Linked DNA regions of Mus musculus: all the other regions are linked to region 2. The links are chromatin contacts, called in public promoter capture Hi-C maps. All regions are on one chromosome and are shown on one strand. Each heading gives the region's core, a stretch centred on a gene start, on an enhancer-like site or on the middle of the called end of the contact. The rest is flanking DNA. Distances are from core to core; before and after follow the strand shown.

Region 1 (4,275 bases), core at 1,255-3,754, 2.9 Mb after region 2:
CTGGGCTACATTCCTGTGAATGTCTGAGTTAGAATGGCCCCAATCAGCTCATGGTTTTGAATACCTGTTGCCTAGTTGAAGAAACTATTTAGGAAAGATTAAGAGATACGGTCTTGATAGAAAAGGTGTGTCGCTTGGAGCATGCTTTGAGGCTCCAAAAAGTTCACACCATTCCCAGTCTCAGTCTCTGTTTCTTGCTTGTGGAACAGGTGTAAGCTCTCGGCCACTGCTGCAGTGACATGCCTGCTTCCCCGTTGACATCACGGTCATGGACCCTAACCCTCTGAAACTCTAAGTTCACAATGAACTCCTGTATAAGTTGACTTGGGTCATGGTGTCTCATCACACAGAAAAGTAACTTAGACAATTTGCTAGCTCAAGAGCTATTTTCTTTTTCTCTGTCTGTCTGTCTGTCTGTCTCTCTTTCTTTTTGGAAACAGGATTTCTCTATGTAGCTCTGGCTGTCTTGGAACTTATTCTGTAGACATGGCTAGCTTCAAACTCAAAAGAGATCTGCTTGCTTCTGCCTCCCCACATGCTAGGACTAAAGGTATGTGCCACCACACCTGGATAAAAGCTAATCTCTCTCTCTCTCCTCTCTCTCCCTCTGGTTTTACAAGACAGAGTTTCTCTGTGTAGCCCTAACTGTCCTGGAACTCATATGATGTCCATGAGCCTCTCAGCCCCCACGTGCTGATGCTACATGCGCTTGCTCCTTCACAGTTCCACAATGGGACCAACCCTAACACTGCAACCAGGCCTGGAATCCCGTACTGCTCAAGGCCACCACACTGGAGTCTAACTGCTCTCTTCCCAGAACTGTCTGTGCTTCCACAGGACAATAATACTTTTGCCTATCTCTGTCCGATCTAAAGGAAGGCTTTCCACACTTGTAATGGGCTATGCACATTCTCTCCCTCTTACCTTGGTTTACCTTGGAAATGTTATAGCTTATAGCTATCCTACAGGTTCTGATTATAGTGAACGCATCCCTCAAACTTCTTCAAATGCCTAGCACATGGACTCTAAGAGAATATATGCAAATGGGATGCACAATAGCACTACCTACTTAAAGCACTACCTAACTATAGTCTGTAATAGTAAGATCCCCACCTCAAAAATAAAAACAGCCAGGTGGTGAACATTTTTAAGGAGGTTTAGGGAGTTCCAGGACAGCCAGAGATACACAGTGCCAATTGTCTCAAAAATAAAAATAAACATAAAAATCAAAAAAACTCATCTTCTTAGCCAGGGGCAATAGAGTGAGCATGCAATCCCACTTGCTCCAGGGACTGTGAAGGGAAGATTCCTGGAGCACAGCTTAAGATAAGCTTGAACAGGAGAGCAAGATCCAGTCCCAACAATAACAAAAATCAAGTTAAGTTCACTTTCCAAGACAGTAAGTCATACATTTGCTACAGCACCTCGAAATTTTACATACGGAAAGCTAAGATGTTATAACTCTTAGAAGCCCAGAGTATCAGCCTTTACCCTTTTCCCTTGAGGAGATTTAGAAAAGGGAAGTTAGCTGACATAGTGGCACACTCCTTTAATCTCAGCACCCCGGGAGGCAGAGACAGGGTCAACAGAGTGAGTTCCAGGACAGTGAGGGTTACGCAGAAAAAGCGTCTCGGGGATATAATCCCCACTAAGAGGGGTTCCCGCCCATTATCTTGGAAGCAAGAATACCTTCTCCAAGACCCCAAACTCAAGAGGCAAGAGGCAGTCACGGGAACGCAAATCATGTAAGTCCTTTCATCCTACAGAACAGAAGAAAATACCAGAGGGGAGGGAGAGGCGTACAGCTAAGACATCAAGGCGAAGAACCTACACTCCACGAAGGTGCCAGCCGCAAGAACCACGACAAACTGCCGCCCCGCGACGGGCAGGTCCCGCTACGCCACCCGCTGGCAACGTAAGCGCTGGAGACCCTGACGCCCAGCAGTAAGCCTGCGGGTTCTTAGGTACCCGGTAAAAAAGTGGCACTGCCCGCCGACCCGGGCGGCGGCAGCGCGCGGAGGGGTGGGGTGGGGTGGGTGTTTCTCCCCGCTATGGGTGCCCGGGCTGGAAAGGACCGCGGGGGGGGGGGGTCCTCCCTACAGAGCGGTTCGGAGATTTCCTGAAAGAGCCGCCAGAGTCTGAGCTCTCAGGGCGCGACCGAGTCTCCGGTTAGGGTCCGGGGGACGCTCGCGACAGCTCCGGGGCCCTGCGGTCGCGGTAGCGTTGGGTCGGGGTCTCCCGGAAGGGCTGGGGTGTTACCACGGAGCTGGGCCCGGGGTCTCACCGTGGTCCTGGTTGAAGCCGGCGTACAGCAGCCCGTTGCCGTGAGGGTTACACGGCAGGAGGTTCATGGCGCCGTCGTAGGGACTGTGGCTCCTCAGCACCGCATACCGCTCGCAACCAGGCGATCTCTCCGGTCGCGCGGCGCTAGGGCCGCCGCGGCCGGAAGCCAGGGTCCTGGGGACTTGCGTCGTGCGTGTGTCGTCAGTGCTGCGTCATCAGTGCGCGCGGATCTGTGGGCGCGCGTGCGCGCAACCAGCAAGCGCCGAGGGACAGACGCGTCCACTGCAGGGAAGTAGGTGGCGGGAAGTAGGTGGCGAGGGCTCGCCGGGCGCGTCCATAAGGGGCGGGGCAGGACGCAGCCGAGGGGAAGCTGCGGAGAGAGCTGGGTGCCCCGCACTCACACAAGCAGGGCAGGACTGATGGGACCAAGGACAGGGCAGAGAAGAGACTGCGCCAACGCTCCTGCCCACAACACAGTCTCCTGAAACCCTCACCGCGTTCCCACGATACACATCGTGTTCGACCAGAAGCAGCCTTCGTGTAATGGTACCTGCATTTTCCCCGAGAGACAAACACAGACAGACTATCCCCTATTTCTTCCCGAGCTTTCCCAACCATCTGACACGTCCTCTCACAGACACAAATTTCCAAAGAGACATAATAGGACATAACCTCACAGAAAAGATCCCCAGACCTCGCGACTGTTGTTTGGGGTGCTCTGTTTACAGGGGTCTGGGATGGCTCTGGAAGCTGGTGCTTTCTCCTCTCTACTACAATTCATTCTCTGGTTCCCTCTCTCCTCACTGGCTTCTCCCCTTACCTGTTTACCATCCTTTCCCCCAAATGAAGACTTGTAGCGTCTTAGGATTCAAGAAGCTTAAGCAGAAGGACCCTAGTCCCACACAGCCCACCATTCATCCCATCAGCACTGAAGAGGGGAGGGGAAACCACTTCAGGGACTGTCCTTTCATCTCTCTAGTTATGAACCTAAGAAAGGGCAGCTGAGGCATGAATGTTCAAGCCCTAAACGGTCTCACCATCTGTGAGAACATTTGCACAACAATAAGGTGGCTGTGAAGGTCCTGGCAGGATGTCTTGATAGTTGGCCACTGTCAAGGAGGCCTTGTTCCTTCGGGTTTCACTGGCTTACACACTCACCTGCCTCTCTGGATATCTATTCACCTCATCTCCACAGGGCTGGATGACCCCAGCTTCAGGCCTTCAGTGGCTCAGATGGCTACACTCCTGCTTCTCTAAGGACATTGTTATTATGTATCTGGAGACTCAAAAAATGTTAAGACATTGTAAATCACTAATAAAAACTTAGGGTATCCAAGCTTTATCTTATTTCAGTTTTCCTGTTGTTTAATCTCTCATAGGGTCTAGCTTCCTAAGCAGCAGGACCAGAAGAGAGACCTATACTTGAGCCTTTATAACGCCAGAATGTTGTGGTGGCTTTGTTTTGGTTTTTGGTTTTTGTTTTTTTGTTGGCAAGGAGTGACAAGGGCTTCATCTCTAGGGAAATGTCTGGCCACAGCTCTAACAAACCTCTGACACTTACCAGGAGCCACATGAGAGCGTGTTTCTTTCAGTACTTCCACTTTATCTTGTTGAGACAAGGTCTCATTCTCTAACCCTGGAACTCACGATGTAGCTCCAAGTTGGTCAAAGTATCACAGTAATATTGCTTCAAGCTCCCAAGAACCGGGATACTAGGCATTCGTCATGACATACAGCACTACGTGTTTTCTCTGCATTTCTTCTCTGGGAAGAAATCCTTTCCAAAGATGACATAGGACAAAACTAAGCTTTGGGGTAAACATCATGAAACAGGCAAGGAGACAAGTGCAGAAGAGAGCTGTGCTGTACCTGGATCTAGAAAGAGATACCACGACTCTGTCAAGAGAGGAGCAAGTATCCACTTTATTGAGAAACATAGTCCTTAAATAACTGTTTTTACTTCTCCTTTACTGAAATACCTCTCTCCTTGCT
Region 2 (4,109 bases), core at 1,468-3,967:
AGTTGAATTATTCAGCCCGTGTTTAAGTCAACTGCTCAGGAGGAGTGTGTTAGTGTCATGGGGCTGTAACTAATTACTGTAGACAGGGCAGCTGAAACATCACATACTATTATTTCCCAGCCCTGCAGGAGTTTGGCTTGGCCTCCCTGGGCAACACCCAAAGGCTGGTTCCTTTCTCAGGGTCTTGGGGAAGACCCACTCCATGGCCTCTGCCTCAGTCCCTGCCTGTGGTTCCTTCCTCCCTGCTCAGAACCAGCAGTACTGAGAGCACCAGGAGCTCTTTGCCTGAGCCAGTCACTCCCTCTTGCTCTTCTGCCTCACACTGTGGCTTTAAGGGTCCTGAGATCACATTGCCCCTTGGGAGCCCTCCCTGTTTCCCGGTGAGATATTTCCAGCCTTAACTTCCCTGGGCAATGCAGCACGCTCACAGGCTAGGGGGTGAGGTAGACACGAGCGTCTTGAGGCTCATTACAGTTCACATCAGTCCTTTCCCAGTGTGGGCAGAGAGGCTTCAGAACCCTCCCCGGCTTGCATCTGTGGCATCACAACGCTGCTGCTTCTGCTTAGTCTGCATCCCCAGTGCCCTGGGAGGGACTTAGCAAAGGAGCTGCCCTCCAGGTCAAAGTGATACCCCAAACACAGCATGCCTGAAAACACAGGGGTTTGACAATCCCAGTCCAACCCAGACCAGAACTCAATTCCAGAATACACAGTTGCACCCTTGGACACAGCCCACACTGTCCCAGAGCTCCCCCGCCCCCGCCCTGTGCTGGCTGGGGGACAAGGCAAGACCCTCAGAACCACCCTGATGGCTCTCAGCTCACGCTCACCTGCACTTTACTGCTCACAATTGCTCACTCTCAATGCACGGGAGCTGCCTTGAGTTTCTATTTCATTGCATGTGGACTTCTCTAGGATCAGGGTTATTATTAATTTTTCCTAGACAATCTGTCTTGTGTTGATGAAAAGAAAAGCCAATATAAAGTCTTTAAAGTCAGTATACAAGGTTTTAATTCCTTCAGTGTTGGCATTTAAGACAAGCTTTCCAGAAATTCTCAACACTCACTGGCTTCTAATAGGTATTTTCATGCCTCTTGACAGAGAGGGGAAGGAGTGTGGACTGCCATCCACTGTCCTCAAAGGACAGATACTAACACGCACTGGAACACCTACCTGTATGGCCACGGCGAAGACAGCCACACTGCGAAGGATGTTCCAAGGCTCAGGTGACAGGGTCGCACGTATCTGTGGGAGCTTCATGGGCACACATGCCACAGTCAGGTGGGTGGCAACGGGACACCTGCCTCTTCCACTCTCTAGACCTCTCCTCCTGTCCCCGCTGCTCAGCAGGCAGAGGATGTCATGCATTCCTGGACACACTGGTGCATATTACGTGGTAAAGGGGACTGAGGGACAATATGGTCACAGTACATGGTCCATTCAGTTGCAAGAAGCATTTACTTTTTTATAACAGGTCAAATGGAACAAAGAAAGCAAGAAAGCACACAGAATTCTGTCTCTAGCCAAGCAAAGACGCTCTGGGCTCTATGTGACAGAGATCCCTTGTCTTATCCAGAAGGAAGTAGGCTGTGCTCACGGGTTCCAGCAAGACTGCTAGGCCGAGGTCTAGGGAGCAGCTCAAAGGAGGGCCTGTAGCCCAGTCCAGAAGGATGGTCCTCAGACAAGCCCCAGAGGGGCAGGGAGAAGGAGTTCCCAAGGCAGGGTCTGCAGTACATGCAGGACAGTCTTGGGAGCTTGTAAGATCTAGTCAGTCAGGCCCCACTGACACCGTGAGACCAGGTTCCCAGGTCTAAGCTTTGTCCAGTATATAGACCTGAGATGGAACTGGGAAATGAAGCTGGTTACTGAGGCACTCCCGAGTGACTGCAGAAAGGTGCTTGGGTTTACTGGAGGCGTATGAATGTCACAGGTGCTAGGGGCAGGAAGCTCTGTAAGGATGGACCAGGTGATGCCCGACTTCGAGGCTGGGAGAGTCTAGCCGAGATTAGGGTTGTATGTGCAGAAAGGGACTAGGGGGTGTGCAGAAGAAGCAGGGGGTGTCGGTAGTCGGGTAGTAAAAAAGGATAGTGCACTATGCTGCCTAGGGGGAAGGTCCAATCTTAGATGACAGCAAGAAGAGCCAGGACAGGAGCAAGGAAGTGGGCGGTTACAGGTGAGGATGGGGTGCGTAGGTGGGTCTGTTAGAGAGGTGATCAAGTGCCAAACTGGAGAGCCCGTGCCCAGGCCAGGCAGGGAGGGAGGGAAGGTACTGTCGCTAGGGGCATTTGAAGCATGCTAGTCAGAAGAGGAAGAAGTTTCGCACTACTTCAGCACGGCACCCTCATCAGAAAGGGGAGGTCTCCCACACAAGCCAGAGGGGGAAAGACGTCTGTCTGTCCGGCACCCGTCACAGCCTAGCTGCGGGGGGGAGTTTGAGGTGCCTGGGGCCGGGCCGGACGGATGCGGGTGGCAACAGGCCCCAGAACACAGCGAGGGAGGGCACCCGGCCGCGGGCGCACCGTCACTCACCCACTGAGGGCCTGGCTCCGGAGCCTGCGGGCTGCCGCCTACCTGCGTAGGGCCGGACAGGGCAGGCGGCCACTTCCGCCCCGCCGCGCGCTCCCGGCAGTCTCTGTTCTGCGCCTGCGCCTCACTCTGGCCGCGCGCTCCCGGCAGCCTCTGCTCTAAGTGTCTTCCTGCGCCGCACTCTCGGTTGCCTACAGCCACGTCTTCCCGGCAGCCTTTGCTCTATGTGTCTTCCTCTACTCGCCCACCCAGTCTCTGCTCTGCGCCTGCGCACTGAGCGCCGGGCTGCTGGGAATCGTAGTTTTTCGCTTGAGCTTGTAATTGAGGCGCGGAAATCCAGCAAAGGAGTTGTCTGTCGTTCCCCAGTTAAGCTTCAGGGTTCTTTGCCTGGTCCCCCCGACCTTCGTCTCAGGAAGTTTAGAAGTTAGGACTCCTCTCTGCCGCCCTAGTCCTCAGACCCTCTTCTGAGCAGTTCCAGCTGGTCATAGCCAATGCTGACCAGATTCCACAGCAGGACCAGAGGATGGTGGTGTGTTCCCGCCGCCGACTGTAGTCAATAGCCCTTACAAACGGAGGACCCCGGTTCATCTTTTCCCAGCCTGCCTTGCCCTGAGCTCTGTGCTGTGTGATACCGGCTCAGTCCTAGACAGTGGTGGCATGTAAGGACTTTAAGAGGCCCTCATCAACCATGGAGAGAGTCAGCCCTGCCTCCTGACTTCAGCCTCATCCCTGAGTCTCCCAAAAGCCTTCTGGGAAGTAACCGATGCACAGTTGGGACGAATTCAAAATATGTAACCCAACACGGTGAAAAACAACCCTTTCTTCCACCCCTTTTTGTCCTCTGGGACATACACTAACTAACGTTAGAATATATACTAAATTACATGTGAAAAATAGAAATGTGCTGGGTTCCCTCTTCTGTGCTTGGGTTGGCAGGCCATCTTTCTTGAATTCTCTGATGTTCGTGTCAGACCAAACCAAGTCCCAATCAGCCACCTTCTATTTGTTACAGCTTCTCCACTCGGAATAGCAGATTGCTCGTAGGATTTTTAAAGCACTCTAGGTATTCCTTCCAATTCCCAGCTCCTCTCCTTACACCTGCAACGGGAGGCATGGTCCCGAATACTGTGCTCATCTTTCTCAAGCCTTCCTTTGCAGACAACACATAGCTGTGCAACTCTAAATAATACATTGCTCAGTTCTGCCCAGCTTAACCTTTATGAGAGATGGCAGAGTCGGTGTTCCAGGGGCGCGCGCGCGCGCGCGCGCACACACACACACACACATACACACACACACAGAGAGAGAGAGAGAGAGAGAGAGAGAGAGAGAGAGAGAGAGAGAGAGAGAGAACACGCATCTGTGTGGGTTTATATATTCACAGGTGCACTTGCGTTCCCCTAGAGGCCAGAGGACAACCTCGGTTTCTGGATGGCCTGGAACTGGCTGAGTAGGCTAGCCTGGCTGGCCACTGAGCCCCAGTGAGTCCCAGGAAGCTCTAGTACCCCTTGCACCAGGATTGCAACACCACACCCATCATTTTCGTAACATGATTTCTGGGCAGTGGATTCACCTCTGTGCTT
Region 3 (4,692 bases), core at 1,591-4,090, 3.0 Mb before region 2:
CACAGGACCCGCCCACGTTTCCTTCTCATAGCAAGGATCACTTTGCCTCCCCATCTCAAAAGGGCTCCCACACCTGATAACAGCCACTCAGCATCTTACAGTCTAAGACATTCTTTTTCACACAGAACCCTTGAGGGCTGACTGGTGGGAATCATATTTGCAAATGAGGTATTTAGTATTACAGCCCTGGCACTGTATGCTAAGCCACACAGTGCAGGTCTTCTAGAAGCATCTTCAAATAATAAGCAAATGAACTCTGGATCCAGAGACATTATATTATTGTACTTAATGTGCAGGTACCAAAAGAACACAGGTCACTGATGGGGCTGGAGAGACGGCTCAGCAGTTTTGTGCACTGGCTGCTCTTCCAGAGGACCTAGGTTCAATTCCCAGCACCCACATGGCATCTCACAACAGCCTGTGACTCTAACTCTGGAGCATCTGGTACCACCAAGCTTCCTCTGGAATATACGCAGGAAAAACACCCAGAGACAGGAAACTCATGTTTTTAAGAGAAGAGGTTGGAGAAGGGGGTCGGGGGGAGGAACTGTTAGTTTACAAGGAGGAGGCAGGCAAGAGACTAAAGGCCCTCCAAGTCCTTCAGCTCCTGGGAGCAAGGCTACCTGTACTGCCAAGTGACTGAACCCTGATTCTCTACAGGTGCTCACAAAATCCACCCCAGGGCCTTTGGCCAAACCCACTCCCCCCACCTGCCAGCCCCTTGCAAGATAGACCTTTACTTAATTATCTGAAGACTCACCTTCTTTTCAAAATCATCCACCAAGCCAGGCTTGGCCACATTGGCCCTGTAGTAAGCCCAGTCAATCGCAGGTGGTTTCTCAGACAGACTAGCCAACCTACTCGTATGGAAAAGGAAGTCAGCATTGTTATTCCCGGACTGGAATGAGCAAAAGACACTAGTTACACAGCAACCTCCTATCCCTGACACACTGGAGTGTCAAGCACACTTTTATCTGAAGGGCCACCACAAAAATGCTTTCATTTGCAGAACACATTGTTTCTTTCCTCTTGTCGAACTATTAGAAATGCCTAGCTAGGGCTGGCAAGATGGCTAAGTGGGTAAAGGGGCTTGTTGCTAAACCTGAGGACCTGTATTCAATACCCAAGACTCATCACATAGTTGAAGGCAGAGAGCCAACCCCACAAGTTTTCCTTTTGATATGGCACACACAGCAGCAGATTCGAACTCATATACTTACTAAATACTAAGTGGATGTGATAAATGTCAAAACATTGCTTCCAGGTTCAGCATCAAGGATGGGGGCTCCCTCTTACAGCATACTGACCTGGCGTGGAAGGTCTCATTCCAGGACTTCAGGGCATTTCCAATTGCCTTCTGGTTTTGGGGCATGACCTCCACAAAAGATACCCAATCAATGGTTTTTAGAGCAAGTTTACGCCCAGCCATCTTGGGATACTAGAAAACAAAACAGCGCCTTTGGAGAGAACCCCTGAAGGAGACCATTCCAGAGAAATACAAGTCGTTAAGAGACGGATCAGCTCAAGCATTTGATGGGTATATATATGCAACAGATGAAAGAATTCGGATTTAAACCAGGAAAGAGGGCTAGGGATGTAGCTAGTTGCTAGAATGCTTGCCTGGCATGGACAGAGTCCTGGGTTCCCTCTCCAGCACCAGAAACACTGAGGTAGAGGCAGAGAATCAAAGTTCAAGGTCACATGAGAGATGTGGGAGCTTGTCTCAATACATCAAAATAAAGCTCTACAACCCAGAATATAAACATGTTCTCTCCTACCAGGCTGCCCTTCCTCTATCCCAACTCATTTCTATTCTTTGCAGACACTTCTAAAGGAAGTCATAAGCTGCCCAAAGGCTAACTAAGCTACTGTGTTTTGGCCACTGACTCTCCACCACAACCCCGGCCATTCACTCGAACTGTCCTGCCCAGGTCATCCTGTCCACAGCACACATACTGTGCACTTTCAGAGGCATTTTTACACAAATGATACTGTGAAAAGAAAGTGACTGAAGCGGTCTTGAGACCAAAACAAGACGAGATACAGAAAATAACTATGAAGAGAGCCAACCGAAAAGTGGAAACCATCTACACAAGCTCTGAGTGGGGGATACCTTCCTATCGATCAAAGTTGTCAAATGCCGGTCTCTCTCCTTCCTTCCTTCCTTCCTTCCTTCCTTCCTTCCTTCCTTCCTTCCTCAGTACAGCTTACGTCTCTAAGAGACAGAGACAGAGACTAAGACAGTTGTCAAGTGAACTAAGGATGCCAGAGAACGAAGTGCACTGGAGAAAGCAGGAGTTACAGACTTTTTGTTATCTGATTCATCTCTAGCGCTGGTTGTTTCTCAGACAAATTGGCCAGCCTGCTCTCATACACAGGTCATAAGCATAGAGAATGACCAATAGTTAATTAGATCAATCGGTAAACCTCATGAGGAATAGGAATCCTCCATTCGAAGGGAAGGACGTAGAGTTGAAGTCTGCTAGGTGTCTTGTCCTCTCTGAAAGTTACCACCCTAACTCTGTGATGCTTTCCCGACCCCTAAACTCCACTCCTGAGATCGCCACACAGTGTGAGACAAAAGTCTGTGGCAACATCTAAATTCACGGTGATTGGCTAAGTCACTGCCAGGCCCCAGGCTCGCCCCGCGGGAAAGCGAGCAGGGCAAAGCAGTGACCTCGGGCGCTCTGCTAGCGGGGCAGCTCGAAGGCCCGATGTCCTCCGTGGAGCTGGAACAAGTGTGGAAGCGAGGTCTGGAATACAATACAAAAGAGTCCGTGGAGATTCGACCCAACACCTCAGACCCCACTCACCTTCACCGACCCCCGGCGGAGTGCTCTCTCTCCAGCAAGCAAGGAACGGAAGAGAGTTGCCGGAAGTTCTCTCCTTGGCCAATCCGAACGAGCAATAGGCGGGTCTCATGTCACACTTCAGCCAATGAGCATGGAGTCCCGTCCTGGAAGGCGGGCGCGGCGCCTGCGCCGTCGGGGTCCCTTTTCCCCCTGCCCCACGCCCGCCGATGGGCCGGCCCGGCTCTCCCCGCCGAGGAGTCGGCCGGCCCGGCGGCGCGCGGGCAGCGGCGGCCCAAGATGGCGGAGCTGCAGCTGGACCCGGCAGTGGCGGGGCTGGGAGGGGGTGGCAGCAGTGCGATGGGCGACGGCGGCGGCTCGGGCCGCGGACCCCCCAGCCCTCGCCCTGCGGGCCCGACACCCCGCGGACACGGCCGCCAGCCCGCCGCCGCCGCGCAGCCGCTGGAGCCCGGGCCCGGACCTCCGGAGCGGACGGGAGGCGGCGGGGCCGCCCGCTGGGTCCGGCTCAACGTGGGCGGTACCTACTTCGTGACCACCAGACAGACCCTAGGCCGGGAGCCCAAGTCCTTCCTCTGCCGCCTGTGCTGCCAGGAGGACCCGGAGCTGGACTCCGACAAGGTGCGCCCCGCCCTCGGGCGCGCCCCCGGGTGTTGGGACCCATTCCAGGCTGGTGCTCCGATCTCTGGGACGCGTTTCCCTCCAGCGGGTCCTGCAAACCCGGACTTGAGTCCACTCTCTTCCCCCCGAGTTAGCACTGGCCACCTCAGAATGATCTCCCGTCCCAGTTCTGCCCCATCTTCAGGCACACTCCGGTTTCCCTTCGCACCCCGCTCTTTTCTCAGCTGCTCCTGCGTGGAGTTGTCTACCTGCACCCACGGGAGCCCCCTTCGTGCTCCTGTCACATTCCCTGCCCCTCCTGGGGACCACCCCTTCTCAGATCTGCATGAGTTTTTCTTTGGCTCCCGGGCGGCCCCCTGCTGCTGGTGCCAAATGCATTCAGAACTGGGTCAGGGTGAATGACCACATCTTGGTCACTTTCGGAGGACTCAGGTCCTGTTCCATCCCTGTGTAAAGTGGTATTAAACTCGGGGTTTAATGATAGCGTCCACTACTGAAGGCTGCAGGAAGTGCTTGTGATACATCCTGTGGTGGTGATAAAATCCTGGTCCCAGACCTTTTGTGCCGTAACAGTCACCGTTTCGGTACATTTTTGAAAGTAAATGCACTCCTTGGAAAGATGGGCTGATAGGTTAGGACCCAGAGAATGTGTAGCGTCAAACACAGGGTTGAGCAGTGGCAAGACGTCATTCATTTCCAGTTTGAACTGTAACTTTTGCAGGTTGACCTTTGACTCTCAAACGCATCCATACCATAAAGCACTCCCATGGTTAGTAGACTTGCATAAACCCTTAATCAGTTTCATCTGTTCTCTGATACCAAATTGATGGGAACCTTAAGAGATTCCAGAACTCCTGTTTATAGGGAATTATTTTTATATACCCTAAATCTTCCTTATGGCCAACACAAGCCAGTTTCTTGTTTCTTTTACTGTAAAGATGAGTAGGATTAAAGTTGCTCTGAGCCAAGTCCTGGCAGTACCAAGCTTCCTCTGGGCACAGAGATAGGGTGTGTGAGATTGCAGCTGCCAGTGCAGACTCCCACTGATGTTGGCCTTGGGCTCAGGAGAACTGCCAATAGAATGGAAGTTTTCTCAGAATTAGGACTGTAGTCCAGGGGCAGTGAAGGAGTCAGAACGCTTAACACAGCTATGAGATTTCCTTCATCCCCTCCCTGTAGCTGGTACCCTACAGAAGAATGTTAACAGAATGTGGGTCTACCCAGTAAATAAAGGCCTGGGCAGTGGGAGTGACTGTGCGTCTAA

The links. Promoter capture Hi-C pulls out the DNA fragments that hold promoters and counts their contacts.
Region 1: a contact with region 2 is called in a promoter capture Hi-C map of pre-B cells, with 3 times the contacts expected there. The contact joins the promoter of Wdr45b here to the promoter of Cant1 in region 2. A contact is called at or near these places in 3 of 39 promoter capture datasets (the C10 cell line, neutrophils and pre-B cells).
Region 3: a promoter capture Hi-C map of liver shows a contact between it and region 2, with 4 times the contacts expected there. The contact joins the promoter of Atp5h here to the promoter of Cant1 in region 2. A contact is called at or near these places in 2 of 39 promoter capture datasets (liver and pre-B cells).

What each region holds. Positions count from the first base shown.
Region 1 is chr11:121,351,943-121,356,217 of GRCm38.p6, forward strand. Wdr45b (WD repeat domain 45B) reads right to left here and starts at 2,505. Exons shown (of 10, transcript NM_025793.3): 1 at 2,285-2,505. The coding sequence starts at 2,351. It overlaps Rab40b (Rab40B, member RAS oncogene family), which reads right to left. Exons shown (of 6, transcript NM_139147.3): 6 at 4,179-4,275.
Region 2 is chr11:118,416,401-118,420,509 of GRCm38.p6, forward strand. It overlaps Cant1 (calcium activated nucleotidase 1), which reads right to left and starts at 2,718. Exons shown (of 5, transcript NM_001025617.2): 1 at 2,530-2,718; 2 at 1,174-1,254.
Region 3 is chr11:115,417,079-115,421,770 of GRCm38.p6, forward strand. It overlaps Atp5h (ATP synthase, H+ transporting, mitochondrial F0 complex, subunit D), which reads right to left and starts at 2,841. Exons shown (of 6, transcript NM_027862.1): 1 at 2,814-2,841; 2 at 1,308-1,438; 3 at 761-857. The coding sequence starts at 1,429. Kctd2 (potassium channel tetramerisation domain containing 2) reads left to right here and starts at 3,048. Exons shown (of 6, transcript NM_183285.3): 1 at 3,048-3,428. The coding sequence starts at 3,090.